2 separate regions of the Mus musculus genome follow, and region 1 is linked to region 2. Evidence: chromatin contacts called from public Hi-C data. All regions are on one chromosome and are shown on one strand. The core of a region is the stretch at or near the end of the contact, and the rest is flanking DNA. Distances in the headings are between cores, read along the strand shown.

The links. Hi-C and Micro-C count contacts between places; a contact is called where the count stands out from the background.
Region 1: a contact with region 2 is called in a Hi-C map of embryonic fibroblasts, with 3 times the contacts expected there. The contact joins two enhancer-like sites. A contact is called at or near these places in 4 of 484 Hi-C or Micro-C datasets (embryonic fibroblasts, liver and ventricular fibroblasts) and 1 of 115 datasets of contacts at active chromatin or transcription factors (embryonic fibroblasts).

Annotation. Positions count from the first base shown.
Region 1 is chr9:79,608,743-79,611,703 of GRCm38.p6, reverse strand. Col12a1 (collagen, type XII, alpha 1) reads left to right here. Exons shown (of 66, transcript NM_001290308.1): 59 at 1,837-1,890. Among named protein-coding and RNA genes, the nearest start is that of Gm10635, 91 kb to the right of the region's middle. Within about 2 kb of position 1,258, at least 64 of the 459 cell types and tissues checked have an H3K27ac peak or open chromatin away from gene starts, as enhancers often do. A contact at or near this core is called in embryonic fibroblasts, where this site is marked.
Region 2 is chr9:79,214,293-79,217,527 of GRCm38.p6, reverse strand. No RefSeq gene overlaps it. Among named protein-coding and RNA genes, the nearest start is that of Gm39377, 170 kb to the left of the region's middle. Within about 2 kb of position 1,382, at least 70 of the 459 cell types and tissues checked have an H3K27ac peak or open chromatin away from gene starts, as enhancers often do. A contact at or near this core is called in embryonic fibroblasts, where this site is marked.

The sequences.
Region 1 (2,961 bases), core at 9-2,508, 390 kb before region 2:
ACAGACCACTCTTATCTCTTGGGATGAAAATGAGGCAACGATTTAAGAACCAATTCCCACGTTTCTTCCATGGCCCTACTCATGTGCCGATGGCTTAGTGAGCTGCCTCTGAGGCTAAAAGCAGGCACAGTGAGCAGGGAGGACATACACTGTTTCACACAGTGAGAGAAGCTGTCGGTATGGGGATTTTGGCTAACAAAAATAAGAAATAAATAAGAAAGTGGCAGGAAGTAAGAGAGGGAAGCAGGAGGAAGGTGAGGAAGAGGACCCTGGTGAGTCAGGTTCTGCAGGTATAGTGGGGACCACAGAAGAACCCCATGTACTTGTATCTAATTTATATGAAGTGGTCCCTAGTCTCTTCTGACACCGTGATTGATTCGGGTGGTTATAGTAACGACTGTTGCAGGCTTGCAGTCAGAAGTGAAGCTAAGAGGTAAAGCATGGTGACTGCAGGTGGCTTGAGATAGCCCATTTAAGGACATCAAATTAAATCCCCCTCATCCCAATTTAGGTATGTTCCTTCAAAGAAACAGGTGGCCAGGAAGTTCTAAGCATGACTAGATCATTAAAAGTCTGATCCTCCCTACAAGGGGAGAGAGAGAGAGAGAGAGCGAGCGAGAGAGAGTGCTGTGGTAGCACTTGGATCTGTTTGGATGGAAGACCAGGCCTATCAGAGCTACTGGAACACTTTGGTTTCTTAAGTGGCTCTCAGAAGTAATGTTGGTTTTGTATCAGATGGACTCCAAGCCTGGTATTTGTTAAGCGGACATAACTTCTTCAGAAAGCAAACTGAAAGTTTATCCCTTTAAGTTTCTGAAAAGATTTGTTTTGGGGGATATGGGAGTATTTCTAAAACTCCCTTAAAAGAAAACTAAGTTTCTGCTATTGTGAAGTAAGCAGAAATACAGAGGCTGAATAATTATGGACAACATAATTCTTCCATGGTTTGATTTTTTCAAAACCAAGCTGGCCCAGAACTCACAGCAATCCTCCTGTCTCAGCCTCCCAAATGCTAGAATTGCAGGCGCGGAGTCACCATTGCCTGGTACTGATCATTTTTATTCTCTGTGGAAAATGGGACAAAAATCACTTCTGACTGAGGAATGCAGCAAGCATAAACAGCAAACTGACTCAGAAGTCCTCGGCTGGGTTTCAGAGATCTGGTGTTGCGAATGAACACTAACTAGGTAGCAGGGTGACTCACTCCAGACAGAGGTCATTTGGCACTGTACAGAGGGAAAGAGCAAACCAGTGTGGACACAGGAGCCAAAGGGCAGCCCTGCAGGGAGATGCGCCTGCCCTTTCCTTGCTGCTCACACTGACATAGCTCGGCCCTGTCATGAAGGGAGAACATTTAACTCTGGCTGAGAGAATAGAAGACTTCCTTTCCTTTTTGAGTGTAGGGCAGCTAAGGCAGTTTGAGTTTCTGAGGGTGGCTTCAATCAGCAGAGGCAGTCTCCCTTCATCTCTTTTTGTACTTTTAAAATCTTAGAATTTCTTAAAATCTTTCTTTTAAAATCTTAAAATTTTAGAATCTGCCTTCTTTGAAAAATATTAGTTTGGCATTTGAACTAATTTTGCTTGTAGTATACAAATGAATGAGCATAGGAACTAATTACTCAGTAAAAGTATAATGTAAATTGAAATGAGGGTTTTTTTTTTTTTGTCGTTGTTATTGTTGTTATTTTGGAATGCTGGTCTTCATACTGAAAGCTTAGCTACCAAACACCACCATGTACTCAGCCCTTCTTATGACCCTATCACCCTTAGTGATCTATTTAGCCTCATTCCACATGCTTGTTTCCTTCCTAACCTGTACTTTCATTCTTACAACAGGGTTTCACTGGAAAAGATGGTGCAATGGGGCCCAGAGGTCCCCCGGGGCCACCGGTAAGAGCTGAGAGGGTTACACTGCCCTGACCACGGTCTCCAGCCTCCTTTTCCTTTCCTCCCATTTTGAGTTTCCCCCCTCTGTGCTATGGGGAATATTGATCCAGAAGCCATTTGTTTTTGATTTATGAGTCAAAATGTTCTAGAGAAAACAGATGTGTCAAAATACAGATGCTTTTTCAAGTTCTGTTTCAGAAAAATCTCAGACTGACCTGGGCACTGTCTGGTTGGTCTCTTGATTTTTCTCTTCAGTGAGATATTAGACTCAGTTCCTCAGTGGTCACCTCCTGAATCTGAGCTCTGTGACATTTAAATGTTAAGGACAATATTAATGAGCAACCACTGGTCATTCTGAGGAGGTAGGTTTTATCTACATCTTAAACAAAGGGTGGTCTTATGCCTTGTGTAGATTAAGCTGAAGATAGATTCTGAAATTTTTTTCAAGTAGAACAATCTATAGGTGATGTTACAATGAGATAGAAACACTGGCTATGCCCCCCTGTCTGCATGGCAGGATTGAAAGATTCCAGAACATATGTTTATTTGATTTTACTATTTATATTTAATACATGTGTTTTCATGTAAGAACAGTTTAAATAAATAATAAGCCTAACTATTTACTACAGAGCTCAACTTTGCATACATTTAGGGAAATATTTTATAAAATCTATGATTCTATTTAATAGAAGTGGTAGGCTTTAGAACATGATGTATTGGATATCATATTATAAATAGCCCAGTAGATATAGAGCAGAAATGCTTGCAATTAGACTTAAAAGCAACAGGGAGAGATTCTTGTGGTTTTGGTGGGATGAGGAGTGCTGACTGGAGGGAGAGACTTGGAGCCTCGGGAATGTCCCTGAGGAGTAAGGATTTCTAGACTCTTCTATGGTCTCTGGAAGAGAGGCTAAAGGAGGATAAACTCAGCCACCTTCTTAATCCCCCACTAGTCAACATTTCCACCCCTGTCTTTTGGAGGATTTATTTAGTTATTTATTTATTTTCAGAAATAAACTAAAAAATTAGGAGTTTTTATTCTGTAAATATGCCTTTGCAACAAATGTACTGAGA
Region 2 (3,235 bases), core at 133-2,632:
TCACCACAAAAATAATAACCTTAACCAAGACATTCTGTCATTCCCACATTTTTCACTAAGAAACCTGTCAAAGCAATTGAGATTTTAAATCTAGCTTTCAACCCACAGTGTTTTTCAATGAGGTAGATATATGTGTTCTAAGATTAATTGTTATCTTCTATTAATTCTCCTATTTAGTCCTCATGGTAAACAATGCCTATAGGCATGGTAAGCCAGAGGACTCTCAGGATGATGCTGGTGTATTGCAACATACTATTTCTATAATAAGCTTTCTTTTAAGTTACTAGGAATCTCTTTTCAAACAAGAATATTATACTATAGAAACATATAAACTTGTAAAATTCAACTATTACCAAGTACTTGCAAAATTGCACTGCTGCACTTTTTCTATGATTGACAGTAATATACAGATATATAAATAGATATAGATATTATATTTATATAATGACAGCAGTTTAAAAAGTGATGAGTGGCTATGATGGCTTTAGGCAATAGAGATTTTCAGTTCTATTTTTATGTTATAAGACTACAACCCTATAGCCATCTGTCATTGACGGGCACAATGCTATTCAACACCTTCACTTCTCTTCCATCTGTCTGTGTGAGTAGATTAGATTGATACTGGGTCCTTCAGACCCTAGATTTCTTATGTATGGGACACTTTTCCAAAGCAGCTACATTCTATTAATATAACTGAGTGCCCTTCAAGCAATGACCATTCCATGTAAGGCAAGGAAGTCAATAAATGACGCTACCCCTTCTTCCCAACTCCACTCTTTAGAGTTCAATGCAATGTGACCTTCAGTGCTGCTGATGTGGAACTCATTCTGTGGTTTGTGCGCTTTCTTTCAAGCAGAAAACCTGAATCAAGTTACAACCCACATATGCAGATGGAGTTAGAGAGGAAAATGCTCTAACACAGTAAGAGGACCTTACATAGAACATTTTTTCCCTATCAAAGACTGAAACTTACAAGTAGAAACTCACATGCTGTCTTTCAATGGACCAAGCAGTCAAAATCAAGGTCTCCTTGGCCTGCTCTAAAACAGAGAACCCATTGTAACAAGACAGACCCAGATCAAGGTCAGGACCTAAGTTTCTACTTGTAATTCATTTTCTTCAAGTCTCTATATCACTTTCTTCTTCTGTTCCACACAGTTTGTTACCAGAAGACTCACACAAGACTATGACAAAGAGTAGCCAGTGTTCCACATTTTCTTTGACCCTGACACAGTTGATTTGCCTTTCTCTATCTCCTTTTATTTTTTCTTTTTCTCATTTTCGTCCCCTTAGCTCAAATAAAAGCATTTCCTCTCAAACAGTGTCTCTGCTACTGTTGTGGTTAGTCTCCCGTCTTGCTTTGGAATGTATTTTGAAATGCCAGACAGGATGACTCAGAGAGGACTGGGGGGAAAGTCTGCAAAGCTCTTGCTCTCACACAGTGTGTGAAATAGAATACTATGAAGAAGATCTCATTTTGCCAAAGTAACCAGAATAATGTGCCCATAATATTTTCCACGATCAAACACAATACCATAAGGACATGTAAATGATGAATATGAGCACAAATGTGTCCACAATGGCTTCATTTGTTCAAGGAATAAGGATGTGGGGTGCCAAAGTTTGGCTAGAAGTTCTGCATATTTAGACACTGGGTGGGTGGGTGGGGGAGAAGGAGTGAACTTGCTGTAAGGAACGAAACAAAATGAGGAAAGATGTACTTAAGAGGCCTGTGCTTTTCATTAGTAAAAATAGGCTCTTGAGTTCTGTCAATATAATTCTGAACATATCATTGAGTATTTGAGCTCATGCCATTCTTTCCACTCCAGCCTAGAAACTCAGTAGTTTCAGAAACCCCTTGATCTCAGCCTCTCCTTTTCATGCTTCAGGAGCAACAGTTCCAGCCAGGGTGGAGCAGGGGCAGGGAAAGACAAATGTGCTTAGGGTGGAGGGATGAGTGAGGACAGATGAAAAGATGAAAAACCAGATTTCATACACAAACCTTGTTTATGCAGTTCTTCTCAATGGGCAGATAAAAAATTAGTTCTTTTACAACTAGCTTGGGGATAACTCTTATTTAATAACTTATTTATGGAATATTTAATTAATATGTTTATATTTTTATATTTTAATGTCAAAATTCCACAATTTAATTTCCTTGTCTAATTACTACTAAGGTTATTTTGGGGGATAAGAACAGAGTATGTTTGTATTATGGGTCATATACCTCAACTGCCATGATGAATGAAGCTTTTTCAGTGTCACTTTCTTATTGAGGAGCTTAAGTATCCTGTGTAAGCTGAAATAATGTTCTTAACTCACAGAATGTGAAGACTTTAAAGTTACGTCCTTTAGAGGAGCAGAAGGTCTACAGGATATCCTGGTGTCTTCCCAGGGATGTGTGGGGAACTGTTCATCATGGTCAGAGGACCAACAATCCCTGGAATAACAGGAAGAAGGACAAGTTAACAACTGTATTATATCCTACATTAGGATGGAGCCCTTGGTTTAATAGTCAACAAAATTAGAAATTTGGAGTGTATGTCTTTTCAATGATTTTTCCTTCAAAATTCCACTGTTTAGTGATAGTGATGTGACATGCCCTTGCTTTCTCTGCTCTTTTGCACTGAGAATGAAGTCATCAAATGTTTGAAACTTACTTTGTTGGGTGAAATGGCCTGTTGATTAATTGATTTGTGAAATTCTATCAAATCCTTCATGGTGAGACTTGGTATATATAAACACCAAAACCAAACAAACAAAAACAAAAACCTGCCTACTTTGTCAGAAGTCTTTTTCTTGACTAGAAGTGAGAAATTGTTTAATTAGGTATTTGCTTAATGAGTCCTAGTAGAATTAGGAAATTACTTGAAGGATGCCCATGACATCCCTGTTTCAAGAGAGAAAAAACATCATGGCTACAGGGGAATATCTTGTCACTGGATCATTTGTGGCCAGTAGTTTGACAAACTCCACTCACTAATTAATAAGCAAGTATTATAATACTCAAACACAGGCTTTTACAAATTTTCAAAATAAACGATGCCAGGCAGTTCTGAGTTTTTGGATAAAATCTAGACTTCAGCAGAAGTGCAATGTATCAAGCTATATATTAAGTTCAACTATACATCCAGGTAGCTACAACCCTTAACTTGTGTTTTGGTACCCTTTCCAATAGCTTGAGATCAGAAGAGTTGCCTGGAAGAGGAAAACAATGGACTTACTGGGAAATATG